Regions from separate parts of the Pan troglodytes genome. Here region 1 is linked to region 2. Evidence: chromatin contacts called from public capture Hi-C data. All regions are on one chromosome and are shown on one strand. Each heading gives the region's core, a stretch centred on a gene start, on an enhancer-like site or on the middle of the called end of the contact. The rest is flanking DNA. Distances are from core to core; before and after follow the strand shown. Region 1 has its middle 16 kb from the start of UBR2. Region 2 overlaps TRERF1 (transcriptional regulating factor 1).

The links. Capture Hi-C pulls out chosen DNA fragments and counts their contacts.
Region 1: a contact with region 2 is called in a capture Hi-C map of stem cell-derived neural stem cells, with 7 times the contacts expected there. The contact joins two enhancer-like sites. A contact is called at or near these places in 2 of 7 Hi-C or Micro-C datasets (blood and stem cell-derived neural progenitor cells), 1 of 1 datasets of contacts at active chromatin or transcription factors (stem cell-derived excitatory neurons) and 1 of 1 other capture datasets (stem cell-derived neural stem cells).

What each region holds. Positions count from the first base shown.
Region 1 is chr5:48,432,126-48,437,577 of NHGRI_mPanTro3-v2.0_pri, reverse strand. No RefSeq gene overlaps it. Among named protein-coding and RNA genes, the nearest start is that of UBR2, 16 kb to the left of the region's middle. Within about 2 kb of position 2,802, at least 13 of the 24 cell types and tissues checked have an H3K27ac peak or open chromatin away from gene starts, as enhancers often do. A contact at or near this core is called in stem cell-derived neural stem cells, where this site is marked.
Region 2 is chr5:48,147,399-48,152,622 of NHGRI_mPanTro3-v2.0_pri, reverse strand. TRERF1 (transcriptional regulating factor 1) reads left to right here. Exons shown (of 18, transcript XM_063813036.1): 8 at 527-775; 9 at 4,249-4,633. Among named protein-coding and RNA genes, the nearest start is that of MRPS10, 43 kb to the right of the region's middle. Within about 2 kb of position 2,877, at least 5 of the 24 cell types and tissues checked have an H3K27ac peak or open chromatin away from gene starts, as enhancers often do. A contact at or near this core is called in stem cell-derived neural stem cells, where this site is marked.

The DNA of each region.
Region 1 (5,452 bases), core at 1,553-4,052, 290 kb before region 2:
CCCAAGCTGAGTCAGTTAAACAAACTTACCGTAGACAAGTGATAAATGTGTTCATTTTTAAAAACTATTGAAAGGGCAGTAGTGTACTTAAAAATTGATACCCAGTCATTTTTTTTTTTTTTTTTGAGACAGAGTCTCGCTCTGTCGCCCAGGCTGGAGTGCAGTGGCACAATCTCGGCTCACTGCAAGCTCTGCTTCCCAGGTTCACGCTATTCTCCTGCCTCAGCCTCCCGAGTAGCTGGGACTACAGGTGCCCGCCACCACACCCGGCTAATTTTTTGTATATTTTTTTAGTAGAGATGGGGTTTCACCGTGTTAGCCAGGTTTGTCTCGATCTCCTGACCTTGTGATCCACCCGCCTCAGCCTCCCAAAGTGCTGGGATTACAGACGTGAGCCACTGCACCTGGCCCAGTCATTTAGGATTTTTACTCACCAATTTTTATTGGCATTTGTTTCCATCAATTGCTTTTGCCAATGGCTAATAGTTGTACTCTTCCATAGTTGAGTTTACACACCTATATGGTCTGCAAATAACTGAGTGTTAATTAGCATTAATTGAGTGTGGCTATTCTCTACACACATTCCAGTCTGCTCCTTTTGGGTTCAGTCTGTCCACAAGTGCTACATGAGGAGTCTCTTAGAGTTGTAGCTTGTGCTGCTCCCTATTGGAGGGAATAACCCCATGCTTATTGAGGGCTGATCCTTGACTAGGAGGCGCCATTACAAAAAGAAACAGGATCAGGCTGGGCACAATGGCTCATGCCTGTAATCCTAGCACTTTGGGAAGCTGAGGCAGGTGGATCACTTGAGGTCAGGAGTTCAAGACCAGCCTGGCCAACATGGTGAAACCACGTCTCTATGGAAAATACACACACGCACAAAAATTAGATGTGTGGGGTGGTGCGTACCTGTAATCCCAGCTACTCGGGAGGCTGAGGCAGGAGAATAGCTTGAGCCCAGGAGATGGAGATTGCAGTGAGCTGAGATCATGCCACTGCACTCCAGCCTGGGTGACAGAGCAAGACTTCGTCTCAAAACAAACAAACAAACAAACAAAAAACTGCTCTGATCTGGAAAAAATAAATTCAATCAAAGATCTCTTAACTGATGTAGTAAATTTGTGTTTATGGTCATATTCAGTACTTCCCCGGCCTCCCTCCTCTTCCCCTTTATGATTTGATTCCCGGATAGTTTGTTCATAATTTATCTACCATTTAGTTAAAAAGAGTTTTCATTTTTACTTTCATCTTTCTGGTGAATTGTGAAATTATAAGTTCCTGTCCCAGTTTACTTAGTGAATTTTCATCAGATTGGTCACCATCATCATGTAGAACCTAAAAGGTAGAGGGAAATTTCATTTTAGACTCATATGTTTACTTGTTAGTTTAGACTCATTTGTTTACTTGTTAGTTTTCCCTTGTTTTCCCACTCTTTGTCCCAATCTTTCACTTGTATTTATCAAAGCAAAGTTCAAAATTCCTTATTTGTATTTATCAGATCCCTTCATAGGTAGCATCACCAGATGTACTTGGGGTTTTGGCAATTTATTGATGGGACTCTTACCTGTCCCCATTATTGTTACTCACTCTTTGGTCTGTCACCATGGAGTTATATGTTGGAAGCAATTAGGAGAGTAAATGGCTTGTGATAGAACAGTAGGCTTCCTCATGCATGTTCCTGAGTCAGTGAAAATCCTCAGCTATAAAGTGAGGAGTCAATGCCTCCACCCTCCTTTACTTGCTGCTTAGGAGATGGGCAAGTAGGAAGGGCCATTTTATATTCAGATTATAAACCCATTCTTGACAAATCAGATGCTAAGAAATCAGGAATGCTGTTTTTCTGTACATCTCCTTAGTGGTGGCTTTTACCGAATTCAGCATTAATTGTGACAACATAGTTTTGGCTCTGATGAGAGGGCAGCAGTGAAATATAACCTACCTTTAGGCCGGTGCCTCCAGGCACAGAAAAGGCTAGGGAAAGGATAATCTCACAGGGCTGCTGTGAGTAGCACGTGCGTGGACTGCTAAATACCTTGGGTCCTCCCCCAGGCCAAGGCAGCATCCACTCCTCCACGGTCTCTCTGTTCATGTGACCACTTGTCTGCCTCTCTCATCTTATCAGAACATCTACAGCTTTGTTCCATGGGATTCTTCACTAGGGATCTGATGGCATCCACGTGAGGAACCAGGAGCTTAATTTTGTCCGCCAGTCAGTGGAATCCACAGCCGGCAGCCAAGCCAGTGGCCTAAACATAAATCACTGCCTGGGAATTTGAATACAGGAAAGTCTTGTTTGCTCTCTAGAGCCCAGCTTCAAGTCATCGGTACTGCCTTTGGTTCTGCCCACTGGGAAGAAGCCCCTCATTCTCCTCTCCAAGTATCCCCCCCAGGCAGGGTGTAAGGGGACCGCCACCGCTGGAGGTTTTAGAAGTGAGGGAGGCAAAGCCACCCACAAAACCGGCGGCAGCTCAAGAGTCCACCGTGCTTCTCCGGCACCGATGCCGGGAGCCTGCAGGGGGCGCCCTTGCCCAGGCTGGCCTCCGCAGTGCCGGAGGAGGGACCAACCTCCGTGGGGCTGAGCTTTTCGATCTCTGGAGTTCCTCTTCAGCAGTGGAGCTAGCTTTTGTTTGAACGTGACCGATTCCCGTTATACAGCTTGGGATCCCGAAGTACTTGATGTCCCTTGTCTTAGCTTCCATAAGCAGCTGGTAACTGACATTCAAAGGGAGCATCCTCAGGACTAGAAGCCACAGGCTAAGTCCTTCCCCTCCCTCAGGAATTCCCAGAAGGCTCCAGTCATCAGCAGTTAAGGAGACACACTTCATATTCTGATTGGTGATATGGACCCAGAGGAAGGGCAGCAGGCACTGTGGTCTGCAAGGCTTCGGAGGCAGTGGCTGGTTCGGACCGCATGCAAATTCTGATGCCCTTCTAATAATCTAATACCCAGATGTGGATCCAAGATGCCCATTAATATCTATGCCTGCTTTTTAGTGGTAGGGGGCTTGAAAAACAAAAGCCTCTATCTGGTCCAGGGTGAATTCCTCTAGCGGGCAGAGGCAGAGCCAAACTGCATCTTGGAGGGCGCCTGAATTTTCTCATGATTGATGGCACATCCCTTTCAGTCAAAAAAATCAAGGGAAGACAGAGCTTCAAGCACAGTTGTTTCTGAATTACCCCTAATTAATTTGTCATCGTTGTACAGAATAACTTCAGTATCTGAATTAGGCCACCTATTAAAATCCTGCTTTATCAGATTATGGCACATTGCCGGAGAATGGATATTTCACTTTGAAGGGAATTGCTGGCCTCGCCAAATGAAGGCTAGCTAAAAGTAGGGTTGTCAGATTTAGAAAATACGAATAGAGGGCACCCAGTGAAATTTGGGTTTAAGAGACATAACAAATAATTTTTTATTTAAGTGTGTTCCAAGTATTGCATGGGATGTACTTATACTAAAAATCAATTTGTTCTTTTTCTGAAATTCAAATTTAAGTGGGCATCCTGTATTTTATCTGGCAACCCTAACTGTAAAAAGAGAATTCAAACAATTTAAAAGACCTTAGACCTTCGGTACCATTGTAGAGAGATAATCGCCATTAAGAGTTTTGGGTGTGTCTTTCCTTTTTTTGTTTTGTTTTTGAGATGGAGTTTCACTCTTGTTGCCCATGCTGAAGTGCAATGGCGCGATCTCGGCTCACTGCAACCTCTGCCTCCTGGGTTCAAGCGATTCTCCTACCTCAGCCTCCCGAGTAGCTGGGATTACAGGCATGCGCAACCATACCCAGCTAATTTTATATTTTTAGTAGAGACAGGGTTTCACCATGTTGGCCAGGCTGGTCTCGAACTCCTGACCTCAGGTGATCCACCTGCCTCGGCCTCCCAAAGTTCTGGGATTACAGGCGTGAGCCACTATGCCCGGCTTGGGTATGTCTTTCCATAAACTATTCATGAATATCCACAAATATTTATGTATGTTCAAATCCTGGTTCCTCCAATTGCTAGCTGAGTGACCTTGGAAGAGTTAACTAAACTCTCTGGATCTTAGTTTCTTTATCTGTAAAATGGGCATAATAATAGTATCTGTCTCATAGAGTGTTAATGGGGGTTAAATGAGTCTGGCATTTAGAAGGCACTGAATGATTGTCTGTTATCAATAATTATTATCAATAATGATAACTAGGCCGAGCGCGGTGGCTCAAGCCTGTAATCCCAGCACTTTGGGAGGCCAAGGCAGACGGATCACTTGAGGTCAGGAGTTCAAGACTAGCTTGGCCAACATGGCAAGATCCCGTCTTGGAAGCTGCAGCATGAGAACCTCTTGAACCCAAGAAGCGGAGGTTGCAGTGAGCCAAGATCACACCACTACACTCCAGCCTGGGTAACAGAGTGAGACTCTGCCTCAAAACAACAACAAAACACAAACACACACACACACACAACATACACACAAATAATATCACTAATATATATCATGTCTTAAAAATTTGCAAATAGAGGCCTACTCTATGAATTGTTCTATACCTTACTTTTATCTTGTTTATTCTTTTTCACAGATACATATGATTTTTTAAAAAAAATTTAGTTCCTATTGATGATCATTTAGGTTATTTTCAACACTTTTTTTGCATGTACTGCTGTGTAAGTACCACGTGCACTAACCGATTGCACCACTGGAGCTCCAATTTTCAGCACATTTCTATCTGAATATTGCTGCAGTAAACACGCTTGTGGTGAAATGATTGTATGAAAGTGCTTCCTCTGTGTAGTCTGGACAATGAGCCAGCCAGGACTCAGAGCTCCCCCTCCCTCACTTTTTTCTAGTACCCAGGGCTGCAGTTTATCACTGTCAGCAGAGCCAGCACCTCCCTTACCCAGGTGCTGTCAGCTGGCATCTCCAGACAACAAGGCAAACAATGGCAAAGGGCTGAGACTAGGATGTTTAGATGCAAAATTTTAGAGGACACCAAAATCTCAGTAATTAAGATAAGTAATATTTTAACGTGCTATTTAAAAAAATTGATATAAATACAAAATTAATGATGGACAAATAGCAAGCTTTTAAATAAAGACAGGATTAACAACTGTGCCATACAGAGTCCTGTTGGATTTTACATTAATTTGTATTTTAAAAAAATACTTCATTGAGTTGGGCATGGTGGCTCACACCTGTAATCCCAGCATTTTGGGAGGCTGAGGTAGGAGGATCGCTCGAGGCCAGGAGTTTGAGACAAGCCTGGGCAACAAAGCAAGACACAGTTTCTACAAAAAATTAAAAATTAGCCAGGTGTAATGGCATGCATCTCTAGTCCCAGCTACTTGAGAGGCTAAGGCAGAAGGATCCCTTGAGTCCAAGAGTTTGAGGTTACAGTGAGCTGATTGTGCCACTGCACTCCAACCTGGGTGACAGAGCAAGACCTTGTCTCAAAAACAAACACTCCCCCCCGCAAAT
Region 2 (5,224 bases), core at 1,628-4,127:
TGCCAGATTATGTTTTTTAAAAAAGCTTTTGTCTTTACTTGTTAAAAGTACATGTTTTGTATCTCCAGTGTGGTTTCCTGACCTGAATAAAATTTAGGATGGAATGCCTATTTCCATTTGACAAATGAGTAAACTAAGGCCCATAGAATTAAAAACTCCTACACAAGATCGTACCTTCTTTTGGACTGATTACAAGTCCATGTCCCTTTCTTTAAAAGCATGACAACCACACAATTTTAAAAAAATAGTTTAATATACAAGTAATGCACAATTTTTAAAAAATAGTTTAATATACAAGTAATGCATGGTCAAGAATTTTTAACTGTAAAAAATGGAGTCCAGCCTCTTCCACCATCAGCTGGCATCACTCCAGCCAAGGGACTCAGGATTGCAGGAAGGAAATCGCCCTGCAGCGGTTCTCTATCACCCATACCTGATGTCCTGGAACTTTTCGGGAAAAGCAAAGTGCATCCCCCTTGTGAGAGCTGCTCTCAGCCCAGGATCAAAGCCTTTATTGTCTGTGTAGGAGGAAGGAGAGAAGGTCCTGCCGCCTCAGCCCCAGCCACCACTGCCGCCTCCGCCTCCGCCTCCGCCGCCACCACAGCTCCCTCCCGAGGCAGAAAGCCTCACGCCTATGGTCATGCCCGTGTCTGTCCCTGTCAAGCTTCTCCCGCCCAAGCCCAGCTCTCAGGGGTTCACCAACAGCACCGTTGCCGCCCCCTCCGCCAGAGACAAGCCAGCCAGCTCGATGTCGGACGACGAGATGCCTGTGCTCGTGAGGATGACCCTCTCTCCCCCACACTCACCCCAAGGGGCTGCCCCCCGCACGCCTGCTGTGAGTTGCTGCTCTGCCCCACCTGCCTGGGTGGGGACATCCCTTTGCTTTCTTGGAGATGGGGCGGCCCTTCCAGAGTCACTGACCTGAGCTTGGATACGGCTTGGTCTCTCAGGGCTGAACCCGTGGCCACATTGGGAACCCTACCCTTGTTCACACTGCCTGCTCCCCATTAAATGCCAAACTAATGGCCTAGGTTAGATTCTGAGAGACCCGAAAGTGTTCCCAGGTTTAAACAGAGATGATCATTCAGCTGGGAATCACTGAGACAATCGTAGCCATTATTGAAATATGGAAGTACCATATCCCAGAAAGTAAGCAGCTGTTGCCCCAGGCCCTGGCCCCTTCCCCAGGATCTCCAGACCTCCCAAATCCACAACCAAAGAGGTAACCACTGGCGCAGCAGGCTTCCAGGCAATAGCCCTGGCATCCATTCTGACAAGCAGCCTTACCAGTTGCTTAATATTTTTGTCTGCTTAAATACCCTGGAGAACCTAATTCGTTAAAGTTCCCAAAGTAGTTCCACTGAGAGCCACCCACCCCTAATCTCAGGAAAGCAAAGAGATTTGTTTTTCTCACTCACTGTTCTCCTTTCTCCAATTTTAAGTGCTTCACTCAAACAGCTTAATTTGCCTCTGGGAAGGGTTTCCCTCTCTCTGTCTCTCTCTCTCTCTCTCTCTCTGTGTCTGTCTCTCGGCCCCTAGGGAATTTGTGACCTGTGTGGTTGGCAATATCAGACCTACCCCCTCCCCACAAAGTGGCATGTTGGGTCATATTTGTCCTTAGGAATAGGTAGCTGCTGAGAATCCAGGAGGCATAAGGGTAGGCTGGGCCAGGATAGAGGGAGAGAAGATAATGAATACAACTAGAAAAGTACAGAAAAAAACCTTTATGGTTATCTGTGTAATATCAAGTCCTCAAAAGAAGAGAAACTGATGGAGAACTTGGAGGAAGATTCTCATAAGCCGTCAGGACTTGGGGGTCAGCAACAGGCAGAGAGATGAAATGACACATCCAAGCTCCCTCTTTGCCCAGGGAAGTTCGTGCTTTGGCAGGAGAAACAGTGTTTCCTTGGGGAAATAGTTCCCTTGGGGAACTCTCAATTAAGAGTTCATAGTCACATGGGGGTCAGAGTCCCAGGCACACACCCCCACCCCTTCAAGATGGTAAGAGAAAGACAGGGGCAGACAAGAAATTGATGCTTTAAGTGTGACTGGATGAGAATACACCTGGGTAGCCAAAGTCATTATGGACTGGGGAGGGGCAAGGGAGTTTGCTCAGGAGATCACCATTAGAGTTCTGAGCAGGATTTTGAAGGAAGGGATGAACTTGGCTTAATGGAAGGGTGAGAGAGACCTCGTTGGTGGGGGCGGTAGGCTGAAGTGGAAGCATGTAGGTGGGACTGAATACATGGGAACAAGGCCCTGGCACTTAATGTAAAGAAATTAAAACATCCAGGAAGGAGCCCCGAGTGCCCATCTCAGTTTGGCTCCTAGCCAGCTGGGATGAAGACAGCTGAGACCTGCCCCCCACTCACAGCCTCAGTTTCCTCCCCTGACCTTGATAGGGTTGGACTCATCAGTGGTTCTCATCCTTCTCTGTGGGCAGCTTTTTAAAGTTTTCAGTGCTTGGCCTCACCCCCAAAGTGTCCAAATAGCTTGGTGGGGTGGAACACTGTAAGTGCTTCCTCTCAAGTGACAACCATATATGACATCCTGGGTGGCTTCTCTTGCCCAGTGGCTCAGAGCCTTGCCTGGAGGATCGGAAAATCCAGGTTTAGAGCTGGAGTAACAGGACAAGAAGCTGGAGGAGAGGGAGCCCAAAAGGGACCTCTGGCCCTGTGATCAGAGGTCTGGATTGCAGTGCCGCGTTGAGATCATATAAGGTCTGCATGTTCTTGGATGATCTTATCTGTTACCCGGGAACAGAGTGTATCTTCAGGGCTGCTCCCCTTGTGGGGGGCACAGGCCTCCTTCCCCCATTCTCCTCTGCCCCTCTCTGGCCTCAGCCTCAGGCGCTGAGGAGCCCTCTGGTGGAGAAAAGAGGCGGTTGAGCGCGCTGGCCTAAGGAGGGTCCCCTGGGGGTGAGGCGCGGGGGTAGGGGAGGGGTGGGGGCGGGGGTAGTTAGGAACCTCACTCTGGAGCCGGGAGCCTGGGACCCTCTGCCCCCTCCTCCTTTCCCCACTCTCTGCCTCCCTAGACTCCTCTCCTAGAGGCCAGGATGGCACCACGGAAGGCAGAGAAGCTGAGGGAGAAACAGAAGGGGGCAGAGCCTGAAGCTCTGGAGGGAGAGGAGCCCAGAGCAGAGGAGCCCATGGGGCAGGTCACATGGCCTGGAGGCAGATGGTCACATGACTGTAGCCAGCCCTTCCCATCACCCCCTGCTGCTTCCTACCCAGGCGCCACCCTGGGCTCAGGAGTCTCCAGGACCTGCAGCTGTGACTGGCCCCTGGCCTGCAGGGCCTGAGAGGGCACCCCAGACTGCCCAGAACCTTCCCTCAGGTATCCCCGTGGCCCCTCCCAACCACACTGCCTCTGCAGCCACACCCAGCTCTCGACTTTTCTGGGCTGATGCTACCACACAACCCGAGTCTGTTTCTGTTTGGCTTTGGCATGCCCTGCTCATCTGTTTACGTGCCTATGTTTACTTATTAGTATATATGTATCCATGTGGCAGATCCTCCTTCCAGACTATGCTTGGTTCCGCTGCCATTAAAATAAACTAACTCTCCTGACAGGAAGCCAACCTCAGAGAAGGGTTTGCTACAAATAAGCTACGAGTTCTGGGAGCAATAGTGAGGGGTGGTGACGGGGGAGGTTAACCAGATCCGTTTTTAGGTGAGCACATGGAAGGGCCCTTAGAGGTCATCGAAGGCTCTCTCCCCTGCTGAAAGTGACCCAGGAGAGCCCGGTGTGGGTCGCTGGCCTTAGGAACCTTGGCTAGGCTTGAACCCCCACTTCCTGCCTCACAGGTCTCGGTCCCATGCTTCCCTGAAGAGATTATTCTGTCCCCTTCTCAGAACATGTGGTATCTGTTCCTGATGTCCGTCCCTGGGGAGCAGTGGGGGAATTAAAGAGCCCACTCAGCTGGATTCCACTCAAACAGATGGGAATGTAGTGATAAGCAATAAAGAATTTGAATTTATTACTTCTTGCCCACCCACTATTCCTACCACCCCCAGCTCTTTCAGAAATTAGGGATTTCTTCCAAAACCTTAGTTTTCTCCCTAGTCTAGCAACCAGAACTCGCTTTGCCTAAAATGGATGTGGTCAGAATGTGGGGGCGTTGGGGGTGGGGGGGTCAAGCAGAAGGGCTCTCTGCTTAGACAGTAGAAGGCCCCCTTCCCTGAACCTGTGGAAATGGCCTGCGGGGGAAGCTGAAGTATTCGAATCAGATCGTTGTTCCGGTTTTAGGAAATCCCCAGGAAGCATCAGCCGAGTGTGCCCAAAGCCGAGGAGCCCCTCAAGACCGTGCAGGAGAAGAAAAAGTTCCGGCACCGGCCGGAACCTCTCTTCATCCCGCCGCCGCCCTCCTACAACCCGAACCCCGCCGCCTCCTACTCGGGCGCCACCCTGTACCAGAGCCAGCTGCGCTCCCCGCGCGTCCTCGGGGACCACCTGCTCCTGGACCCCACCCACGAGCTGCCCCCTTACACGCCCCCACCCATGCTGAGCCCGGTGCGCCAGGGCTCGGGGCTCTTCAGCAATGTCCTCATCTCCGGCCACGGCCCTGGCGCCCACCCGCAGCTGCCCCTGACGCCCCTGACGCCCACACCACGGGTGCTGCTGTGTCGCTCCAGTGAGTCACCCCTTTAGCGTCCTCCTGGGCTCTGGGTGCTGGGTAAAGTCCTGGGACATCTCGTTTTCTTTAGCTTTCTCATTTATCCCACAGACTTTTGCGGAGTATTGGCTGTATGTAGCACACGCTGCTGGGTGTTAAGAAAGACTTGGAATACATAGCCCTTATCCTCAAGGGAATCGCAGTCTAATTGGGAGACAGATGCATAAAGTGATCACTACAGTCTCTGGGATAAGGAAACAGTTGAAATGTTCACCCACTTTTTAAGACTGCCAGCAATGATCGTGCAAGAGAGAAAAAATGAGACCGGGCGCGGTGGCTCACACCTGTAATCCCAGCGTTTTCGGAGGTCGAGGCGGGTGGATCACTTGAGGCCGGGAGTTGGACACCAGCCTGGCCAACATGGTGAAACCCCGTCTCTACTAAAAATACAAAAATTAGCCGGGCATGGTGGCACGCACCTGTAATCCCAGCTACTCGGGAAGCTGAGGCAGGAGAATCGCTTAAACCTGGGAGGCAGAGGTTGCAGTGAGCCAAGATCGTGCCACTGCACTCTAGCCTGGGGGATGAGAGCGAAACTCGGTCTCAAAA